Regions from separate parts of the Zea mays genome. Here region 2 is linked to region 1. A link is a contact called in public Hi-C data. All regions are on one chromosome and are shown on one strand. Each heading gives the region's core, a stretch centred on a gene start, on an enhancer-like site or on the middle of the called end of the contact. The rest is flanking DNA. Distances are from core to core; before and after follow the strand shown. Region 1 holds the start of LOC100283425. Region 2 has its middle 91 kb from the start of LOC103631507.

Region 1 (5,248 bases), core at 960-3,459:
AGGCGGCCGACGCTTCAGGGATCACCGGGACGGCAACGGGTCCGATCGGATCCATGGGGGATTGCATCGCGAGGCGCGATTTGCCGGCGAGGATGGTGTCGCCGATGGAAGGGGACTGCAGGGAGCGGGGCTTCGTGAAGGAGAGCGGGGCACACGCGAGGATGGAGGGGGCACCGCGATGCGAGATTGCCGAGGGGGAGCGCCTTGATGCGGATTGCATCGCCGCGCCAGGGGGAGGGCGAGGGCGGGTGCTTGCCGAGGAGAGGAGACTGCGGCGAGGAGGGGAGGCGAGTGGAGATCGCGGCGGGGAGAGGCGGGCCCACGTGCGAGCGAGGGGGGCGGGGGCGGGACGGTGGGGTGGATCTCGTGGGCTGGTGAGATTTTCACGGCGGGATAACGGGGCGGCGCGATGAGATCGCGGTAGGGAGAGGCGGGCCTACGTGCGAGCAGGGGGGTGACAACGGGATGGATCGTGTGGGCGGACGAGATTTCCGCGGCGGGACGACGCGGCGGGACGATGTGCGGGAGCGGGGGCGCTGTGGAGTAGAGGGGAAGTGGGTGGGGATCCGCGGCGCGAACTTTGGCAGAACCGTGCACCAAAATCACTGTGGACGCCTACGGTAGGGTCTTAAGGAGTAGTAAAGATATATGTCCGGGCCGCTAGAATGCGTAACACCCTACTTCCTATTGAGGCTGTGTATTGGAGTTGCTTTGGAGTATATAGATTACATATGTGCTGTTGTGGTGCTAAGGTGTGGTTGATGAGGGCTGGTGTATGATGAGATGAGATGTTTTGGTAGGGGTACTCTCTCGGCCTTATATAAGTGACCAGAGGGTTATTCCTTACAAGTTGTGATCACTATATATTCTACCTATCTCCTCTTTTATCGCGGCCTGTAGTTCTGCTTATCCGGAGTTTGATCACTTCCTTAGCCGAGTTGACGCCGAGTGTTTAGCCCTTCGGCTGTGTGCAACTTCTTCAGTCGAGATATTAGCTCTTCTGCCTACGCATAACCCGGATGTTTAGTCTTCGTCTTCTTGGATCGAGCTTGCCTAACCTGGTTGTGGCCCGATGACCCATCCTGCAAGGTGGACCATCAGGAGGCCCATCAGACGGCCCGTGACATGTTTCTGTGTTCGTGAGGACCCGAGGATATCTACCCCCAACACCACTAAAGACAACACTAGGCATATAGTAAGCAGGAAATCAACTAAGTGTCAGTCAAGATAAACTAGATGAACTACCCTAAACGATTGTCACTCATCATGCTAGAAATATATCTGAAATAGATACCAGTTTAAATTCTCAAGATTTATCAGATTTTACAGCGGATTACAAATTTCGATGAAAAGCATGTGAGTGCGAGAGGTTGTAAGCATTGTCATTGTCTAACTTTTCAACCGGGTGTAGCCTATGCAACAAAGCAATCAGAAGGTAAAGACACCGGTTTTGATCATCCACCACCTACTCGAGTTCATCCAAAAGTGGAAATAGAAGCAATCTCGATACAATGATGTGGTGACAAATTCAAACTCATCTCGATCTTTTTGATTTTTTCACTTACCTTGATTTTGCTTTAAGCACAGATTTAATGAATCAAGCCAATGAATAACTCAAAACATGAGGCATAGCCACCTAGCATACTAGTGACAATACAAAGAATTTCAAACACATCCTATACATGCTAGGTGCCAATCTCAATGGGGAGCATGTTTTGGATTCAACAAGTAATAGTCAAGTTCACAATTATGAAAAGAAGCTTAGCTCAACAATATTGTATCAATATAAGCAAACAGAGCCTAAGCATGCCAAAGCATCATCATGTATACAAAGAACATACTACTAGGATCATAGTCACATTCTAGCATATACACAAGTGAAGGTCAAAATGCTACATGAGATACATATATAATACAAGAATGAAGAAAGAAAGACTAAAATCTACATGAAAAACAACAAAAACAAAAACAAAAAATGGAGCCCTTGATAAAAAAGGAACTAGACACCTAATTCTCCTCTTAAAATACTATATTACTATATCAGCTCACGAGCCGATCCAGACTCAGTTAAAATTGACTCGGACTAAAGAGATTCATGAGCCGAGATTGAATAAGCCCGAGCCGACTCTTGAGCCTCGAGTTTTTTTTTTCGATCCTAAGGTCCCCGGCGGCCCGGCCGGAACAAAACCCGTTCGATGCGTCTCCGCCGTTTCAGGACACAATCAAGGGCTAGAAGCCACTACAGGCCCAAATTCAGCCCATACCCACTCTCCCATCCACGAGACCACAAGCCACACCAAACCCGCGTTCATCGACGGACGAGCTCGCCGGCGAGAGAGCGACTGAGATGGAGGCGGCGGCAGCGGCGGCCGGCGTGGAGCTGGGCTCCTCGAAGCCCCAGATCGCGACGCAGGCGGAGATGGCGGAGGCCCGGGTGCCGCTCGCCTACCGCGATCAGTGCGCGCACCTCCTCATCCCGCTCAACAAGTGCCGCGTCGCCGAGTTCTACCTCCCCTGGAAGTGCGAGCCCGAGCGCCACGCCTACGAGAAGTGCCAGTACGAGCTCGTCATGGAGCGGATGCTCCAGATGCAGAAGATCCGCGAGGCGCAGGAGACCAAGGTCAAGGGCGGCGCCTCCATTGGCCTCATCCCGGCCACCGCCAAGCTCGCCTGATACGGGTCCCAGACCGATCCGCTTGATTTAGGTGAGCTCTGACCCCGTCACGCCGTTTCGAATCTCTTCTTTCCGGGATTTAGCTCGGCTGCTGTGGCTTGAGTTTGTGATTTGGATGTGAAGGCCACATGTTGTCTCGGGTACTTAGGGATTCCGATTGCATGAGTGGCGAATCGTGCGCCCTTTTGTCAGGGGAAGCAGCATTGGGCGGGTGGCCCGTCAGCGTTGGCGTGGATATTATTAGGTTAATTTGTAGACATTTCAGACTAAGCTGCTGACTGAATGGTTAGGGTTTTCAGGAGCTGCTGTAGCCGTGTAGCACTTGCAGAGCTAATTTAGGTAGGGTGAAAACAGAAACGTGACTCTTGATTCTTGGTAGCATAATTCAAGCTTGCTGCAAATATGACGAAGTTAAAACGTGAAATCAAGCCACTGGGATACATGGACATTTGAGATCAGTCCAGATCTCTCTCTCTTTTTTTGCTGCCCAGTGCTTGCTGCAGTTCCAACCATTATGCTGTCATATGTTCATATATTGAGTTGTGATGTTCATGTATCATGAATACACAACAGTGCTAAAATGTTTAGAAATCAGTCTAGCTGGTAGGAAGCTTAATGGAAATTCATCATATCTTCCCTGCGACCTGAATTTGGGGCTTCCAAACTACCTGAAGTTGGTTACAGATTCTAGATTACTGTTTGGTGATATTAGGACTGGAACTCTATTCTGGCTTGTAGCTTCTCAAGTCATTGGAAGTGATTTAGACAAGGCCTAGATTTTTGTTTGTTGGACCAATTTTTAAATCTGAAGCTTTGTGCAATTAAAGCAGATAATGTACATAGGCAGCAGGTTAGTTTAGCTACGCAGGCTGCCATTCCAAACACATCGTTGCAGTGAAGCATCAAATCTAATTAAAACATGTATGATAAACATGTCATAGCTTACCTATGCCAATAAGCAGAATATTTCTCAACTATATCTATAGGTTGCTGCAAGCAATATTGAATTTGAAGGAACTTGCCCAAGTTTCATTTTATAACACATTGAGGTGTCATGTCGATTAAATTAAATGGAGTTGCCAATTCATATCACATTTTTTTATTGTACCTCCACTTAGCACTTTTGCAATACTTTCAAGAACGTTAGGTCTTTTGGTGGGTGGTGGTAATATACTCGTCTTCAGGGGGATGCCACATGAAGAAACAAATGCAGTCCTTTTAGCTTCATTGTTAGAGGCTTTCCAGTCCTTTTGAGATGAGCTCTTCAATACACTGCTTGTACTTTATATCATTTGATCTTAAATACTTTGTGACAAACCCCCTGTTCTTCCAATTTAATCTGGTTAAGTGCAGTAGAGCATCTCTCTGCATGACTGTTGCATAAGTTTTGCTGGTTCTTGTGAGTTCATTTCATAGCAGGATAATGCAATACCAAAGTGATGCTTGTATACATTATACTGGCATACTGCATCCACTCTTCCTATATAAGCAACATAAATTAATTACCCTAGGGGGTTCATCTGTTGCCCATTGGGCTTGCCTTGACTATCGGCAATCGTTCCTCTAGCAGCAGAATGGGGAACCCCTTAATGGCATTGAAAACGGTACCCTTTAGTGGATATTGAGATTTTACTTTTAAGCTTTTGGGCATTGTATTCAATCACTGATATTTCCATAAAAAGGATAACCACAGGTTGAACTTTACAATGGGGTTTGCAGTTACTAGCATAATATGGCCCTGTTAAGCGGACAAGTGCTGGTAAATTTTTATTTCCATTTGCCACACATAATTCTTAGTTCTATTTATTTACTATATTAGCTTTCCTTGTGTTGCTTATGGCTGGATACAAGCTCAGCGTGATGTTAGTAACTGGCCTGGTCATTAGCAATCGTATGGAAACCAGGGACATGGAATAGGAACTCTCTTTTGTGAACAATAGCTGCTGTCAGCCTGTCAGTTTTACTCTGTGCGCATCTAATGCATGATAGATTGAAACACATCGGATGTGATGTTTAAGGAATCTTTTGTATCGGATCTGGATCATATGGTCACAACCTTCCCACTGTAAAACACGTCTTGTTAGCTTTTCTGCAGTCTTGTCTGATAATTCCATTTGCATGCCATGACAACCGACAACATGAACACAAACGACATAATAATAATGGCAATAGTGCATCTATACCTAGTCTCTTTTGGCTTGCCAATGTCCATTTGTGTTTGGTCAATACCTCGGAGGGACTCCCAACACGTATATTCTATGAAGTTCATCTTCAGAGTTATGTTATGCCCCCCTCCCACCCCCCAATGAAACTTGACAACTACATTTTTTTGGTGGCTCTGTATGATGAAGCTGTTATGCACCTTTAGGCTGCTCCCACACCCTAGTCTGGGTTAGGAATAATGGTATTGATGTGCATCGTAGATGAGGGTCGATCTCTTGGTTTTGAGCTGCAAATTGAGTTGGCATGGAAGCTTTTGTTTTGTTTTGGAAACTGAAACCATGGTCGCCATGGCTTTGATGATATGGACCCTCTGGTTTGCTTGTCTCCCATGTGAATGCATCACCACCTTTG
Region 2 (5,248 bases), core at 943-3,442, 110 kb before region 1:
AGTTGTGTCTCTATAGTAGATTTCGTTAAGATAGTCTGCTTACGAGACCTCCAAAAAACCGCGGTCCCACTAATAATGAATATATATCCACTTGTGGCGGCACAGAGAGTTGAAAATGCGAGGATGAGATGTGTGTGCGCCACCTCGTGCACTGGACGACTCATATATAGAGAGGGTCGCATCAACGCCTCATGTTCGATCTGCTAAATTTCAGGATCCGTCACCTCTCTATGTGCAACTGCTTGGAGATCTCGCATGTAACATGTGCACCCATTACTCCCAGTTGACGTGACAGTCTAAGTTTAGTATTCGATAACCAAATAAACAAAAGGTAAAAAAATTAACTGCTATTTAGAACACATCACGACGCGATTGCCGCAAGTCAAAAGTCACGCGATAAATAATGCGAAAAAACATGTGCGTGTGTCAGTCTTCATAGCTCTTTATTTGTCTCATGTGAAGAGTAGTGAAGACTCTCACATATAAGTTAATTCTCTTATACCTAGATGAGCAATATGAGACTAAAGCTCCATAGCATCTTTATATCACCTTGGCTTACTTATTGAATTGGACCATAATTCCAACATATCACATTAACGACTATTAGAATTCAAACACAGTATTAATCCCATCACAAATGTAAAGCTTTATTTTTAAAAGGAGCTAAAATAAAAAAAATCGACTGTTGTTGGGCGACGCTTTTCTTGCGACGCACCGGCCCGGAGATTCCGCTGGCAACCGGAGGGATCTTGGTTGCAAGTTGCAACTGCTAAACGACAGCTAGTTGGTTCGCATTGGTATTAGTATAGATGGCCATTTGGCATTAACACGATGGACCAGTCCAGACACGACACGAAAAAGCACGATCCAGGCATGACCCAGCCCGACTAGTATAGTGCGGGTGCCTACACGATACGGCTATAATGTCGTGTCTAGGCCATCATCTCGACCCGTAGTGCTGGTACGGGCACGACACAGTTACATTTTTTATTTTAAAAATAATAGTTTGCATATATTAAGTATAAGCATTCAACATATAATACAATAAAGTTGTAGCCGCACAAGCTAGATGAGTGTGTTTAAGGGTGTGTTTGATTTGACTTTTGACTTTGGCTTTTATCCCCTAAAAGCCAAAAGTCAAACCAAAGGGCTAGATTAAGGAAGCAGCTTTTTCTAAAAGCCGACTTTCTCGCAATGCAAAAATGAAAGCACCTCTAGACCTGTTTTTAGTGACTTTTAGATGGAAATGTGAAAACGTATATTGAATAACTTTTAACGATTTTTAGTGGTTTCGACCAAATGGTTTTTAGCTTTTTAACAGCTCACAGCTCACAGTAGCTTTTCCCACAGCTCACAGCCCACAACAGCTTTTTTCACAGCCACAGCCCAACCAAATAGACCCTAAGTCTCTCATACACTTGGTTGTGTGTTCTAACCCCATAGCTACGTATTTTTTTGCTAAATTATACAATATACTCAGATGGGCCAACGTGCCACCGGGTCGGCCTAGCATGGTGCCGGGCTGGCCCGTGCCTGAGCCGCTACCGCGGCACGTGGGCCCATTTGGCACGGCACAGTTCGTTAGGCGGGCCTAACGGGCCCTGCCGAACATGGACTGTGCTGGCCCGTTTGGCCATCTATAAGGTATTAGTCATCGTCGGATATTGTTGGGCTATCTTCAGCATATTCCATATCGCACTCTATTTCAAACAACACTTTATAAACAGTATAATTTATAGTGTAAAATACTGTATACGCACTCCGCTCAAGATGCCTTTAATTAGTACAATTGCAAATGGAAAAAGATATGCTAGCGCTCGTTCTTGGAGCATGCGTATGGCCTTCCACATTCATACTTGCCTGTGCATGGTGTGGCAGGCCCGGCCCCATGTGTGCAGTGGAAACGCACCGCACGGTCTGGTCCATGGTGTTCATACGATGATGTCAGTTCTTGTTCTTCGGCAGCATCGGCGACACAGACAGCACTGACTGCTACGCATCCGTTTCTCTAGCTCTATGCCTGCCCGCTGTAGTAGTAGCGGCGGCAGAAGCAGCTGGACCTGGACCGGCAGTCCGGTCCGGTCTCTGCTGTTTTTTCCGTGCCTCGTAGGTCGTAGTCGTAGCTCGTACTCGTAGTAGCCTAGTAGGCTATACGAACTGTCCGGGCTGTCGCACGCACGTCGCTGCCGGCTCGGTGGCCCGGCTGTGTGGCCACAAATTCCGTGGGCCGGCCGTTCCCTCGTCTCTCTCTGCTGGGCTGCTTGTATATCCGACAAAGGGGCCGGGTGCGGCGTCTATCCCAAAAGGCCGAAAAACGTGTGGGCTACGTCCGTTCCACGGGCACCCCATATACGCGTTCCTTCCCCTGGAGCCCAGCTACGTCTTCTTCAGACATCCGATTCTTCCAGCTGATCTAGAGCGATGCAGGTTAGATTTTGCACACCAGAAACGTTCAAGATGACTACGGGCGGTCCGGAGACAGAAGGGTGGAGGAGGCGACACGTGGCGACGGTTACTCGAGTTGAGGACGACTACGGGCGCTTACTTACCGCCCCCGGCGCGGAGAATCCAAGGATTTGCTTGCCGTTGCAGGCGGAAAAATCGCGAGAACGGGCGAGGGACCGCATCCGCCGTCCACGTGTCACGTGGGCCGAAAACCACTGCTCGCCGCCGCATCAGCCACAACTGCTGATTTTTGCGACGTGCGTGTAGATGCCTTGTGTTGAGCTGTTAGCTGTTAAAAACTATATTTTAGTTTTTGTATTTATCAATTTAGATACTACAATAAAATATAATAGAGTAACTAAAAATTAGTCACTAGAAATCAAACACTTTTTAGCGATAGGTCAAACTCCTTCATGAAAGCTACGGTGTCAAGCCGAATGCAGTCCTCCGCTACATCGTTAAAATATAAAATATAAATACAATTATATATATAAGGTTAAGTAGCATAAAAAGAATGTCTTGTCGTGAAATGACAATACAATTATTCTCACTCTTCCTACTAATAAACGACACATGTTTTAGTGGCCATATAACTACGGATACAATTACTAATACTTATTGAGAACTACGTTACCATATATCACTAGGTCTGCACCCTTCACTCATATCAGCAGATTAGGCGCGAGAAGTCATGGAAGACCCGTATCCCTTTCCAGAAGTACGACAGGAAACACACGAGACACGATGTAGGGTTGAGACTTTGGCCTCTTTCTCTTCTCTATCTTATGAGGGGGTGTACAGGTTTGAAAGGGAAATGTGCCCTTGGGCCATTTCTAAGTATTTTGGTGATTGAGTGCCAACACAGGTGCTTAAATGTGAATCTATACCCTTGGATGGACAAAGTGTAAATCAAGATGAAAGGTATGTTTCTAAGCCTTAGTACATTGTTTTGAAGACTAATGTATTGTGTCTAAGAGCTTGAAACAGGAGAAATCGAGTCAAAGAAAAGTTGGCTGTGTACAGCCAAGGGGCTGTTCGGTCTGGAGCACCGGACTGTCTGGTGGTGCACCGGACAGTGTCCGGTGCGCCAGGCTGCCTCGAGCGAAGTGGTCGCTCTCGGGAATTCGCCGACGGCGTACGGCTAAAATTCATCGGACTGTCCGGTGTGCACCGGACTGTCCGGTGAGCCAACGGTCGGCCGGGCCAACGGTCGGCCGCGGAATCTGCGCGCGACACGTGGCCGAGCCAACGGTCGGAACGGGGCACCGGACTGTCCGGTGTGCACCGGACTGTCCGGTGCGCCAACGGCTCCCAGATCTGCAACGGTCGGCTGCGCCGTTTAAGGAAAGAAATCGGGCACCGGACAGTGTCCGGTGTGCACCGGACTGTCCGGTGCGCCCGATGACAGAAGGCAAGATCAGCCTTCCAGAATTGCTCTCAACGGCTCCTAGCTGCCTTGGGGCTATAAAAGGGACCCCTAGACGCATGGAGGAGAACACCAAGCATTCCTACAACATTCCTAAGCACCAAGACATCGATTCCACGCATTTGGTTCATTGTGATAGCATCTAGAGCTCTTGTTGAGTTGTGGACTCATTGAGTTGTGTTGCGAGCTCTTGTTGCGACTTGTGTGCGTGCTGTTGCTCTGATTTTGAGTCTTGTGTGCGTTGCTAGTTTCTCCCTTACTCCGTATTTCTTTGTGAATCTTGAGTGTAAGGGCGAGAGGCTCCAAGTTGTGGAGATTCCTCGCAAACGGGATATTGAAAGGCAAAGCAAAACACCGTGGTATTCAAGTTGGTCTTTGGACCGCTTGAGAGGGGTTGATTGCAACCCTCGTCCGTTGGGACGCCACAACGTGGAGTAGGCAAGCGTTGGTCTTGGCCGAACCACGGGATAAACCACTGTGTCATCTCTGTGTTTGATCTCTTGTGGTATTGTGTTTTGCTGAGACTCCTTTCTAGCCACTTGGCAATCATTGTGCTAACACTTAACAAGTTTTTGTGGCTATAAGTTTAAGTTTTTACAGGATCACCTATTCACCCCCCCTCTAGGTGCTCTCAATTGGTATCAGAGCCGTTCTCTTCAAGAAGGGACTAATCGCCCGAAGAGATGGATCCTAAGGGGAAGGGAATCGTGATCAACGACAAGGAGAAGGAGTCCTTCGTCAACGAGCCGAAGGATGACAAGCCTACTGACTAGGGCTCGGGCCACAAGCGTAAAGATGGGAAGAAGAAGAAGACAAGGCGCATCAAGGAGATCGTCTACTACGACGATAGCGATGAGTCGACTTCTTCCCAAAAGGACGACGACAACGACTACAGGAAGACGGTCAATTCGAACTTTTCATTTGATTATTCTCGTATTCCACATAGTTCGAATTCGTATTTGCTTTCCATTCCTCTTGGCAAACCTCCACACTTCGATGGGGAAGACTACGGATTTTGGAGTCACAAAATGCGTAGTCACTTATTCTCTCTCCATCCAAGCATATGGGAGATTGTAGAGAATGGAATGAAATTTGATAGCTCGGATAGCCCTATGCTTATAAATGAACAAATCCATAGAAATGCACAAGCTACTACTGTTCTATTAGCATCTTTGTGCAGGGAAGAGTACAATAAGGTGAGCAGCCTGGACAACGCCAAGCAGATATGGGACACCCTCAAGATCTCTCACGAAGGGAACGACATCACCATGCTCACTAAAATGGAGTTGGTGGAGGGCGAGCTTGGACGATTCGCAATGATAAGGGGAGAGGAGCCAACCCAAACTTACAACCGGCTCAAGACCCTTATCAACAAAA

Evidence for each region. A called contact is a pair of places that touch in the nucleus more often than the background predicts.
Region 2: a Hi-C map of ear shows a contact between it and region 1, with 3 times the contacts expected there. The contact joins the enhancer-like site here to the promoter of LOC100283425 in region 1. A contact is called at or near these places in 5 of 25 Hi-C or Micro-C datasets (bundle sheath, ear, leaf and 2 more) and 1 of 3 datasets of contacts at active chromatin or transcription factors (leaf).

Annotation. Positions count from the first base shown.
Region 1 is chr1:6,493,259-6,498,506 of Zm-B73-REFERENCE-NAM-5.0, reverse strand. It overlaps LOC100283425, which reads left to right and starts at 2,209. Exons shown (of 2, transcript NM_001366674.1): 1 at 2,209-2,705. The coding sequence starts at 2,348. The coding sequence ends at 2,674.
Region 2 is chr1:6,600,250-6,605,497 of Zm-B73-REFERENCE-NAM-5.0, reverse strand. No RefSeq gene overlaps it. Among protein-coding and RNA genes, the nearest start is that of LOC103631507, 91 kb to the right of the region's middle. Within about 2 kb of position 2,192, at least 18 of the 20 cell types and tissues checked have an H3K27ac peak or open chromatin away from gene starts, as enhancers often do. A contact at or near this core is called in bundle sheath, ear, leaf and 2 more, where this site is marked.